3 separate regions of the Sus scrofa genome follow, and regions 2 and 3 are each linked to region 1. A link is a contact called in public HiChIP or PLAC-seq data. All regions are on one chromosome and are shown on one strand. Each heading gives the region's core, a stretch centred on a gene start, on an enhancer-like site or on the middle of the called end of the contact. The rest is flanking DNA. Distances are from core to core; before and after follow the strand shown.

Region 1 (4,211 bases), core at 797-3,296:
AGCTAGAAGCTCTGTGCATCGAATATTGCTTTCTTTTTCAGAGGGGAAGTTCAAGTTCAGTCCTGCTTAGTAGATGTGAGTGAGAGTAACAGGAAGGACAGTGTTATTCCTCTCTCATTAAGGTTCTTGCTGAGTTTGTTGTCTGGTGGGCAACTTAGAGTCAACCAGCTGAAGCTCAGTGTGCTGATATAGAAGTGACGCTTGTAAGAGGGATTGTACCTTTACTTTAGAGAAAGATTTCAAAAAAAGAGAAAAAGAAATGCCTTCTAGAATTTTAAACACGACAGAGCAGGACTGTGTCCTTTCTGAACGGTGGCTGTGAAGGAAGACCAGTGAGCACTTCAAAACGACTGTCTATCCAGAGTTCCATGGTGGCTCCAGGAATGAGGATCCATCTTTGTCACTGCAGTGGCTCAGGTTTGATCTCTGGCCTGGGAACTTCCATATGCTGTAGGTACAGCCAAAAAAAAAAAAAAAAAATTTGCTGTCTAACTAATTTTCTAAAGCCAATGTAACTGGTCTTCTAGGTCCATAATATACTTCTCACATTATAAACCCACGGCAAGGTTTTTTGGGAATCAGAATTAACATATCATATTATATTAGTGTCATGTGTACAACATAGTGATTTGATATTTATATGCATTATGAAATGATCGCAATAAGTCTAGTAAGCATCTGTTACCATGCAAATTTCCAATATTATTGACTATATTCCCTATGCAATATATTTATTTTGTAGCTAGAAGTCTGTACCTCTTCATAAAAATAAAATGGGGATTTTGGTTTTTTTTTTTTTAAGGGCCACAACTGGGGCTTATGGAAATTCCCAGGCTAGGGGTCGAATTGGAGCTGTCAGCCGATGCCACAGCCACTGCAATACGGGATCTGAACCATATCTGCTCACAGCAACACTGGATCTTTAACCCACTGAGCAAGGCCAGGGATGGAACCCGAATCCTCAGGAATCCTAGTCAGGTTCATTACCACTGAGCCACCACGGGAACTCTGAAACTTGGTCTCTTCTTTGATCAAAAGGTTGATTTCTGGGAGTTCCCGTCGTGGCGCAGTGGTTAACGAATCCGACTAGGAACCATGAGGTTGCGGGTTCGGTCCCTGCCCTTGCTCAGTGGGTTAACGATCCGGCGTTGCCGTGAGCTGTGGTGTAGGTTGCAGATGCGGCTCGGATCCCGCATTGCTGTGGCTCTGGCGTAGGCCGGTGGCTACAGCTCCGATTCAACCCCTAGTCTGGGAACCTCCATATGCCGCGGGAGCGGCCCAAGAAATAGCAACAACAACAACAAAAGACGAAAAAAATAAAGAAAGAAAAAAAGAAAAGGTTGATTTCTGGAATTCCCGTCTTGACTCAGCAGTAACGAACCTGACTAGGATCCGTGAAGACAAGGGTTCCATCCCTGGCCTCCTCAGTGGGTTAAGGATTCGGCATGGCAGTGAGCTGTGGTGTAAGCCAGCAGCTGAAGCTCCAATTAGACCCCCTAGCCTGGGAAATTCCACATACCCATGCCGCAATATGGCCCTAAAAAGAAAGAAAAAAAAAAAAAAAAGGTTAATTTCTGCATTATTTGTCTTCACAAGGTTGCTAAGAATGAGATAAGTGAAAGTTCTTAGCTTTGATAAGGAATTGAGGTTATTTTTTTTTTTCTGTTCCATTGACTGCACTCTACTAAATGCTGACAGTCACACATCAGACTTTGTTTAAAAAAAAAAAAAGAGGAATTCACTCTCAGATATTCATTAACCTCCTGAGTATAAGCCCGGCCCACATCAAAGGGTGAGGTCTTAATCCTTTCAACTTTCTCTGTTACTAAACCTGTGACCTTTTAATAAAACCCAAAGGGACTGTACCTGAAGAAGATAAACAAGGCATTTTAATGGTACAATGTAAAACACCTCCGGCTGAGATTGTGGGTTTTTTTCCTTTGTCCTTCTTAGACGGTACCAACGTGTTTTTTTTTTTTTTTTCTTTAACTTTAGTTTCACTTTCAAGATTGCAGCAAACTTGCCACACTTCCCAGATGAAAACGACTGGAATTGGACTAAAGAAAAAAGGAATGGCCAGCTGTTGTCAGAGTAAATGAAGGTAAATATTTTAATCTCACTGGGATAGGCTCTCTCATATTTGGTAAAGCTAGAAGGCACGTTGGTTTTAGCATTCTTGGCTCTTTTTTTGATCTGGTGCTTGAGATCTAGTCAGAATCATTCAGCAAGGAGAGAAGAAAAGGGAGGTGAGATGGGTGGGGAGAACTCTATCCTAACTCAGAGGACAAGCGACAGTAATTAACAGTAATTAATGAACTTCTAATTAACGTGATAAATCATTTTATGCAGTGTTTTTTTTTTTTTTTTTTCCTTTGTGGTGTTCTATAACTGGGAAACATGTTTGGGAAGTGATGGAAATCAGTTTGCCACAGCCTTTTTAAAAAAAAAAATCACATTTTGTCTTAAAGATACAAAACCCCATGGGCTGAACAGAGTTTATCTCCTTTCTTGGCTGGAGAGGAGTTGGGAGCTGGCATTTTGTCATGGGCTTGACAAGGAGAAAACACTTCAGGTGTTCCTAGGTGTGAGAAAATGGCTTTCTTTGGCGTCAGAAAGGAAAATGGAGGAAGAGGAGACATGGAAAGATGTGCAGATGTGTAGAAAGGTCGGAAATCTGGATAAGTGAGACTCATGCAGTCTTGGTTTCAGGAATCTGCCTCCCAACTTTACATTAGGATTGCGTGTTAGTGTGTGTCTGCGTATAGGTTTATCTGCATACATTAGGGGAGAAATCCTGTGAACTTACAAACCAAACTGTACAAGCCAAACTGTCAATGTGATTGACTCTAAGCAGCCTGACTCCAGACAGCACATCCAACCATGATGCAACGTTGTCTTTCACTCGAACAATGAAATGTGTGAGTAATCTGCTTTTCATCTCTTTTAAGCCTGCTTTGTTTCTGTTACATTTCATGCAACATCAACTCTTCACTCTCATTTCATTCTCTCCCTGTGTTTTTGTTTGTTTCACTGAAGCACATTTCAGGATAACTTTTCACGCAGGTTGCCTAGAGATAAACTTTCTGAGTCTGTGCATATCTCAAGATAATTTTTAACCTCATCTTTAATCTTTCAGCTGGATATGAAATTCGGAGTTCGAAATTATTTCCCCTGAAAGTTTTGACAGCTTAGCATGATTGTTTTCTAGTGGCTCATATTGTTGATGAAAAGTTCTGCAGCTTTCCAGATCTTTCCTTTGGAAGTAATTGAACACATGTTCTCCTCAGAAGGTTTTAAAAAGGTTTTTTTTTTTTTTTTTTTTTTTAACATGTGAATGGTTACAGTTCTGAAGTTTCATAACATTCTGTGTATTTTTCCTTTTTCAGTCACCCTGCCTAGCATTTGATGAGTCTTGTCCATCAGGTGAAGTATATCTTCAGATCTGGGAATGAATATCTTTCAGTCCTTATGTGTTTTGTCAACGGCATAGTCCTTCTCAGTATTTCTGCTCTCTAACTACAACCCTTCCAGAAGAGGTAAACATCACCTAGACAAGTGAGGGGAATGTATTGCATACACTGTAATATGTTTGTTATATTATTTTAATATATGTGTTAGTTGGTAAATAGAGGTAGTACCCTTATGGTACTGGAGGAGAGGTTTAGGATTAGCCTTTACAGTTAGAAATGTAGCAACAGATTAGGTGAAATAAAAAATAACAGGACATAGGGAGTCTGGGGTTAATTGATGCAAACTATTGCATTTGGAGTGGATAAACAATGAGATCCTGCTGTATAGCACAGGGAACTATATTCAGTTACTTGTGATGGAACATGATGGAGGGTAATGTGTGACATATATGACAGGGCACTTTGCGGTACAATTGAGAGAACACTGTAATCAACTATAATGGAAAAAGTAAAAATGATTTTAAAAATTAAGGAAAAACGTGAAGAGAATGAGAAAATAGTATGATTAATTTCCTTATCTTTCTAATGGAAAGAAAATGCTTAAAGTCAGGAAATAGAACACAAGCATAGGGTTCCCATGGTGGCTCAGTGGGTTAAGAACTGGACTAGTATCCATGAGGATGTGGGTTCAATCCCTGGCCTCACTCAGTGGGTTAAGGATCCAGTGTTGCCACAAGCTGTGGTGTAGTTCGCAGATGTGGCTTGGATCCGATGTTGCCACAAGCTGTAGTGTAGTTCGCA
Region 2 (3,896 bases), core at 177-2,676, 520 kb before region 1:
AATTTGCTCACCATCCAAGTCTTCAAGATTAACCTGCTGCAGCCATGGGCCAACAGTGCAATTGATGCCTCAGAGAGATTAAGATGATGCCATGATGGGCACTCTGCTTCAGACAGAGGAAATTAAAGGTGATAAAGGGATGCTCTGTGCTTTGGACAAACAAGCCTTCAGGCAGTTAGACACATTTCACCAAGAATTTTAACAAACTCTGCTTTTGCACCTTCCCATGCATAGAAAAACACTACAATCATTAAGCTGAGCTATTTGTTCTCTGTGACTAGCAGTGATCTTTTACCAAGATACATGTTAACTGCATGGATTTCCTAACAAAAAAAATCACATGTAAACTAGTCTCCTAACCACCTCTTAGGAACAGTTCCTCAGAGCTATTTGAAGGCTGTCTCCGGGGCTAGAGTCCTCAGTAAAGTCTTGAATAAAAAACTGAACCCACAACTCCCACGTTGTGCATTTTTCTCAGTCGACACCTTGGACCAGTGCATAGTTCAGTACTATGAATTACTACCAAATTACTTTATGGCTCTTACAAAATATACAATAAACTATAACCAACAATTGGAACTAAAAGGACACCGATCTCAGAGAACAAGCTTGTCCTCTAAAAGTATAGCAATAAATTATTTTTCACTCCTGCTTTCAAAGATGTCAGTAGATAGAAGGAGATCACTGAAGATGTTAGGGAAAATAAATATATGGCTGCAGCTGTAGCTTTTAGCAGGATTAATCTGGGGAAAAAAAAGTGCTGAGGAAAGAGTTCAGAGATTAGATGTGCGAGTCACTGGCTACAGTCTGAAGTGAGGAAGTCTTTTTCTAAAGTTTTACAAAAAGGAATGACTCCAGCTAAACAGTATAAAGAGCTCCAGGAGAGCCTTTCCCCCAACCCAGCTTTCCCCCAGAGCAGCCAAGAGGCAGTCGCCCCTCCACCTACCCCCAAACCCCCAGATCCCGCTTTCTTCCCCAAGTGTCCAGGGCCCAGGGGACAGAGCGAAGCCTCGGGCAACTCTGAACGTGCAGCTAAAGAATTGGAGGCTGCGGCCAAGGCGTCAGCCCCACGCGTGGTAGCTTCCAAAGGTGGTATTGCCACGGAGCGCCTCGTAGCTCCCTCGTTTCCTGGTTACGTGCGTGCCAGCAGAAACCAAAACCTCCGCCCGCGACTCCCGTTTCCCCAAAAGCACTAGAGCTGGGAACTACCGCGTCCGACGTGGGGACTCCGCACGCCTCATGGCGGGCGCTGCATTCCAGCCGCGCAGACTGCCGTCGCTCACCGCGCACGCGCACCGGGACTCCGGGGGAGCGGCCCAGGGCCCCGCCTCAGGGTGGGCGGACCTAACAGCTCCACCGCTGGCCAATCGTCTGGCGGATCCGCGCTGCCTCCGCCTCCTTCCTCCCCGCCAGCCTCTCTGGCTTCCCGGTTGCACGTGCCAGTGTTTTGTGTACGTGCGGCTGCAGCTGGGCGGAGAAAGGCCCGGAAGCCAAGGGTTGGGCAGCTAGGGCTCAACCAGAGTTGGGGCGCGGCGGGGAGGGGCTGGCCCGCTGGCCCTGGCGATCTTTAAATTCTCCTGCTCTTAGGCAGCTTGTGCACTCTTACCTGTTTGCAACGAGTGCCCCACCGTTTTGCTCTCCCAAGGACTCCAGTCCACTACTTTAGGCGGGAAATGCAGTTGCTTGATAGCAACCCAGAGGTGAGACTCAGGCCGCTTTTGTCCTGCAGGTTTAAGCTTCCGGAGGTCTGACTTCTTGGGAGCGCTAGCTAAGGTAATGGTGGATCAATGGACCCTGTGTCTTCAGAGCTGGAAAATTTTTGCAGGGGGGAGGATGTTCAATTTTGGGAGGGCGTGAGCCTGGACAAAGGCAAGAATGGTGCTGGAGCTGTTCTCTTCTCGCAGGTAGATATTCTGAAGCAACTGCTAGAGACGGGGGCCTCCGTCAACGCACCTCCGGATCCCTGTGAGCAGTCGCCTGTCCACCTGGCTGCAGGTGGCGGCCTTTCTTGCTTTCTTCTTTGGCAACTGCAGACTGGCGCTGACCTCAACCAACAGGTAACTAGGTAACTGATTGTTGTGTGCAACCCTCCCCTCCACCCCAAATCCCCTCAAACAATTCTTAGGCACCAGGATATTTAGTGGTTTCACTTTCATGAACTTGACCGTCTCAGCGATGTCCAATAGAAATAAGTGAGACACATAGGTAACTTAAAATTTTCTAGTCGCCATATTAATGAAGTAAAACGAAACTTGTAATTAGTCTTAGTAATTTAACCTAATTAATCCAAAATATCATTCTAATATGTAATCAATATAAAACATTACTGTTAAGTATTTTACATTTTCTTTTGATGTGTCTTCTCAATCCGGTGTGTATTTTACATTTATAGCACATTTCAATTCAGACTAGCCACATTTCAGGTGCTCATTAGCCATATGTTGGGCTGCTGGTTAATATACCGGACAGCATTTCGAAGGTCTACGATTCATTTCCAAAGGAACAATTGCTCCATTACCAAATGAAGTCTCAGGGTAGCTACTGACATACTTGTGACTCATGCTCATAAACAATATAATTTCTTACAGAACTGAAGGTAGTTTGCATCTTCCACTGAATATTAAAGCATGGTGAATTTTAAATTGTAATTTTTACTTTTATAGATTTCGATTTCGCTGTTATTCACTTAAAATTTAATGAATGTAGCTGTGGCTGCACATGTTTTTATTAATGACAACTCTATTTATTAGGGTACCAAGTGAACTTTATTTAAAAAAAAAATTAAAAAATTCAGTCCAGAACAATACAGTTCTAACTGGCTTCCTCAAACAATAGACTTTACCCAGCAACTTCCACAAGCAAGCGTTTTGGGGAGAGACTAAAATGTGCTGTCTTATTTGTAAGGATGTTTTTGGAGAAGCTCCACTACACAAGGCAGCAAAAGTTGGAAGCATGGAGTGCCTCAGCCTGCTTGTAGCCAGTGATGCTCAAATTGAGTAAGTATGAAATCAGTGGCTTCAAATTTTATATTTTCTTGGATTATACTAATCAGATCCCTGCAGTTTAATGACACGATGCTTGCCTAATTGATAATTTAGTATTATCATTTAAATGTCACCTTAGGCTATTAATGATATCTAATACTAGTTAATTTGAATAAATAAAGAATGGATCCTAAGCAATCATAGACGTAATTCTGTTCATGTTTTGTCAGTATTATATTTTAGTTCTGGTTTAGAAAACCCATGCTACAGGAGTTCCTGTCATGGCGCAGTGGTTAATGAATCCGACTAGGAACCATGAGGTTGCGGGTTCGGTCCCTGACCTTGCTCAGTGGGTTAACGATCCGGCGTTGCCGTGAGCTGTGGTGTAGGTTGCAGACGCGGCTCGGATCCCGTGTTGCTGTGGCTCTGAAGTAGGCCGGTGGCTACAGCTCTGATTCAATCCCTAGCCTGGGAACCTCCATATGCCGCGGGAGCTGCCCAAGAAATAGCAAAAAGACAAAAAAGAAAAAAAAAAAAAAAAAAAAAGAAAACCCATGCTACAGAAGTTCGCATTGACTTCCACTGTGTACTTAATCACTGAACTGAAAACAGAATAGTTAACTTTCATTCATTCAAAAGTGAAATGCCCACTCTGTGCTGTACTCTCTGCTAGCCACTGAGGATATAATAGCAAAAATAGAATTCCTCTATGCTTCCTTTGCTTCTGTTCTGCAACCAACATTTGTATCAGCAAAAAGCACCTCTGTTAGGAAGATATTAAAAAAGTCTAACCAATTCCAGTTTTTTACTTAACTCATATTTTGCCTCAAATTCAGTTTATGTAATAAGAATGGGCAAACAGCTGAAGATCTTGCGTGGTCATGTGGATTTCCAGAATGTGCCAAGTTTCTT
Region 3 (4,456 bases), core at 1,572-4,071, 710 kb before region 1:
CTGTAGCTCTGCTGACTGGACCCCCAGCCTGGGAACCTCCACATGCCATGGATTCAGCCCTAAAAGGCAAAAAAAAGTAAATAAAAAAAATTTTTAAAGAAAAATGAAATGGATAGTTGAAAGCAGGGATTCAAAAGGTTCTGGATAAACAGAAAAGAAGCTGATATTCATAGAGACTTTATTACATGCCAAGCATTGTTATAAGCACTTTTTCACTGACAACTCATTTAATACTGGTAACAACTTTGAGGTTGGAGACATAGAAACTGAGGGGCATACAGGTTAACTAACATTCTCAAGATCACATAACTAGAAAGCAGCAGAGCTGAGATTTGATTCCAGGCAGTTTGGCTAGAGTCAGCACTCTGAAGGATTATACTAAACTGAAACAAGCAGAGGAAAATTTATAAGCCAAAAACCTAGCAGAGAGGGATACTCTGAAACAGCCAAACACAATAATAGTAAAGAATGGGGGGAAGGAGAGGAGGAAAGGCCAACTGAGTTTTAAAAGAAGGTTCAGTTGAAAAAACTGGGGCTCTCCATGTAGCAAAAGCATGACATGGAAACCAAAAGACTAGTATGTTTTTAAGTCACACTGGGGTAGCAACATATAGTTTAAGATAACTTGCATTATATTCTGTGTGGTCAAGCAACTTTTTTAATAAAACACTTACTTCTGGGTGCTACAGTGAAGAGTCTAGAATTTAAGTTATAATATTAGAGACCAAGGGCTCATAGGAATAAAGGGAAAGGGTAGGTTCAGATATTTGAAAGACTCTGATATGAAAAAAAGGCTTTAGAGTTGTTACTTGTAGTTCCAGAGGTGGAACTTGTATCAACAGATGTAAGAAAGCTGTTCTAACATTAGAATTGCTCAAAAATGGAATGGGTTCAGAGTTCCCGTCGTGGCTCAGTGGTTAACGAATCCGACTAGGAACCATGAGGTTGCGGGTTTGATCCCTGGCCTTGCTCAGTGGATTGAGGATTCAGCGTTGCCATGAGCTGTGGTGTAGGTCGCAGACGAGGCTCAGATCCCACATTGCTGTGGCTCTAACCTAGGCCAGGTAGCCACAGCTCCAATTCAACCCCTAGCCTGGGAGCCTCCATATGCCGCAGGAACGGCCCAAGAAATGGCAAAAAAAGACACCCCCCCCCAAAAAAAGGAATGGGTTGCCATCTAAGATTAAGCTAAATAACACTGAAGCAAAGACTGGATATCCATTTGCTGGGGTGCTGCAGGGGGGATGTATGCATTTGAAGGATATGGCCTTGCCCAACCCAGCATGAACTAGGTCTGTATCAGTCCATCCATAAGCCAAATGATTACAGATACTTCTTTGAAATCCCTTTTTTTTCACAGCTGTTTCCTGCCTTGTCTGTCTTCTTCCCAGACTGTTATCATGTTCATCTTTATGTCCTGGTGCCTAAAGTAGGACCTGAGAAACACTACGTTCCAGGAATGTTTATCTGATGAAGGGGTTTGGAGTCAGGAGTCTTAAGATTGAGCCCCAGTTTTGCTCTTTGCTGGCAGGCTGAGTAAGCACCTCTTTCACTTGAGCTAGTTTCCTTGAGTTTCCCATAGTTTTCTCCCCTCCCCCCATCACTTATCTCCTCATGTGCATTTACATGGTTCCTGTAGTCCCCAGTAGTTGTAAGCATCTATGTGATCGCAGTTCAAGATAGGGGATGCATAGTCCAGTGCCTGGGAGACTTTTCCGGTTTAAATTTAGGTTAATAACATCCAACAGATGGGCTACTTTTAAGGACTTACACATTCAGGCGAGTTAATTTACGGAAAAATTATCCACCTATCCCATCCACTAACCAATCCTTTTGGTAACATTCATTTAAAAATTAATGAGATTTAATTTGCATTAGAGAATAAAAAAAATATAGATTTAATAAGACAGTAACGTTTCTCTTTACAACATACTGGGAAAGGGTAAAAATTAAATGACAGTTCACCTCACCACAGTAACCCTGCTGGTGCTCAAGGAAGACAAGTATTTGCCAAAGCTACCGGGAGTCACTTGGATGCTCACCGTTTGTTCAGCTCTGCAGAGCCTCCAGGAGAAATATTAACGGTTTCATGTTACATTAGGAAAACGCACATAAGAATCTGGCATTTTTTAAAACTGTCATTTTGATACCGTGACATTACATTTCTGTAGTGAGATGTATGATTTGATCCAAAGAAGGGAACCAACTGGGTACACGAAAATCTCCGCCCAAAGTAAACTGTTTTCCAAGAGCTCAGATTCCTTTCAGAACCCCCTCCTGACCCCGCGAGGTAGCTGATAACTGACATCCCCTCCCGCCTCAGGGTTCCGGGTTAAGCCCGCGGAGGTGCGCGGCGGTGATCGGAACCGGCATCCTGGTGGCGACCACATCTTAATTCAGGGCCGAGCCGACCCCCACACCACCCTCGAATGCGCCCCGATGGTAAACCGAGCCCTCCCATCCCGGCGGCTGGGGGTCTGGGCCCACGGCTCCGCAGCCCAGATGCCTCTGTTGCGGTTACACCCGCAGCCCAAGGGGCTGCCCGGGCCGGAGGGGTGGGGGGCCCTGGCCGGCCCACCTTCCCAACGTCCCACACCAGCTTCCGCATACCGACCCCGCTTGCTAGCCGCAGCCTGGGCTCCGGAAAAGAAAACGGATCCCGAACCGGGGCTGGCACGCCGCGGCGGGAGGAAGGGGTCCCTCGCACGCGCTCACCTGGACGCCGCGGCCATGGCAGCCGCCCCGCGCCGCCGCGGCGTTCCGGCTTCGCGCACGCGCACGCGCTCCCGCAGCCTCCTCCTCGCGCCGAGGCGGCCGGAGCTTCCGGAGGCGGACGGAGCGGAAAGGGAAAGAAGTCGCAGCGGGCAGGGCGAGTCCTGCGGGAACCGGGCTGTCCCAGACGCTTGGCGTGGAGCGGCTCCTCGTGGCGGGCGTCGCAGAGCGCGGTGGGCCCCCACAGCCCTGGGAGGCGGGGAGCTCGAGGCCGGGCCGGCGACTCTCCTCTCGAATTGGAAGGGACGCAGGAAGACAGAAACCCCCAGACCCTCAGCCGACCGGTGCACGGTCAAGGTGTTCCCTGCTGCCCCCTCCGCTGTCAGTGGCAGTGCGGGTGGGCCTGGAGGTTAAGGTTGCTGGTTTAGTAAGGAAAGCTGCTCTCTCCTGTAATTTCGTACCCAAACAACAACAGCAATAATAAATATGTAGGCGACTATGTGATTGTATCAGCAGTGTTCAGGTCAAACAACTAGTTAGTTCAACGGGCGATTGGCTGGTAATGTGTTAGGAAGTACTCTAATTACTGGTAAATGAAATTTGTAGTTAAAACCGTCTAAGAGAAAAATGATTTCTGTCCAATATATTTAAATGCTGCAATTTTTCGTTTTTGAACTCACAGGCACATAGTAGGGGTGGTAGAACAATAACCCCTCACAGTTGTCCACCTTCTAATCCCCAGAACCTGTGACTATGCTGCTTCACGTGGCAGAAGGGACTTTGCTCTGTGATTAAGGATCTTGAGATGGGAAAGTCAACCTAGGTTATTTCAGGTGAACTCAATGTAATCCCAAGGGTACTTACAAGAACTTTGAAGTCAGTAATAAGAGACAGGGTCACATAAGCAAGAGGTTGTAATGTATAGCATGGTGACTTTAGTTAATATTGTGTTGTATATTTGAAGTTTCCTGAAAGAATAGATCTTAAAAATTTTCTGCCTAAGAAAAAAAAAAAAAGTGTATGTGTGTGAGGTTGTTAACCAATGGTAACTAGAGTTGTGATCATTTTGTAATATGTACCTAAATCATTTTGTTGTACACTTTAAACTTATACAATATTATGTGTTAATTATACCTCAATAAACTGCGAACATTTTTTAGTTAAAAAATGGAAGTTCTCACTGTGGCTAATATCCATGAGGATGCGCATTCAATCCCTGGCCTCCATCAGTGGGTTAAGGATCAGGAGTTGCCTGTGGACTGCAGTGTAAGTCCCAGATGGGCTTGGATCCCTGCTGCTGTGGCTGTGATGTAGGGTGCCAGCCTGTATCTCTGATTCAGCCCTTAGCCTAGGAACTTCCATATGTGTGGGTGCAGCCCTAAACATAAAAATAAAAAAATAAAAGGCAGCAAGATGTCAGAGTGATGTAAGAGGCAGTGATCCAAGGAGTGCAAGGCACCTCTGGAAGCTGAGGAAGAGAAAGAAAGGAATTCTCCCTGAAGCTCCCGGAAGAAATGCAGCCCAGTTCGTACCTTTTTTGTGCACTTTGGACCCCTAGGATGGTAAGAGTATAAATTTGTGTTGTTTTAAACCATTTAATTTGCAGTAATTTGTTATAGCAGCAATAAATGAATCCAATAGGTACTTAATCTTTTTTACATGAAAGTGTAAAGAAAGTTAGGAACTTTCCCAAGGAGTCTCACTAAGGAGTTGACTTTTCTTTTCTTTTCTTTCTTGTCTTTTT

The links. HiChIP or PLAC-seq counts read pairs in DNA pulled down with a chosen protein or histone mark.
Region 2: a contact with region 1 is called in an H3K27ac HiChIP or PLAC-seq map of alveolar macrophages. The contact joins the promoter of ANKRD37 here to the promoter of TLR3 in region 1. A contact is called at or near these places in 1 of 47 Hi-C or Micro-C datasets (heart right ventricle) and 2 of 2 datasets of contacts at active chromatin or transcription factors (alveolar macrophages and skeletal muscle).
Region 3: a contact with region 1 is called in an H3K27ac HiChIP or PLAC-seq map of alveolar macrophages. The contact joins the promoter of CFAP97 here to the promoter of TLR3 in region 1. A contact is called at or near these places in 2 of 5 promoter capture datasets (fetal skeletal muscle and liver), 2 of 47 Hi-C or Micro-C datasets (embryonic fibroblasts and omental adipose tissue) and 1 of 2 datasets of contacts at active chromatin or transcription factors (alveolar macrophages).

What each region holds. Positions count from the first base shown.
Region 1 is chr15:46,964,216-46,968,426 of Sscrofa11.1, forward strand. It overlaps TLR3 (toll like receptor 3), which reads left to right and starts at 2,047. Exons shown (of 8, transcript NM_001097444.1): 1 at 2,047-2,100; 2 at 3,387-3,536.
Region 2 is chr15:46,444,363-46,448,258 of Sscrofa11.1, forward strand. ANKRD37 (ankyrin repeat domain-containing protein 37) reads left to right here and starts at 1,427. Exons shown (of 5, transcript XR_002339222.1): 1 at 1,427-1,773; 2 at 1,905-2,057; 3 at 2,905-2,996; 4 at 3,821-3,896. LRP2BP (LRP2 binding protein) reads right to left here and starts at 1,294. Exons shown (of 11, transcript NM_001243566.2): 1 at 1,228-1,294; 2 at 1,210-1,225. The coding sequence starts at 1,241.
Region 3 is chr15:46,254,657-46,259,112 of Sscrofa11.1, forward strand. It overlaps CFAP97 (cilia- and flagella-associated protein 97), which reads right to left and starts at 2,822. Exons shown (of 7, transcript XM_021075563.1): 1 at 2,716-2,822. The coding sequence starts at 2,732.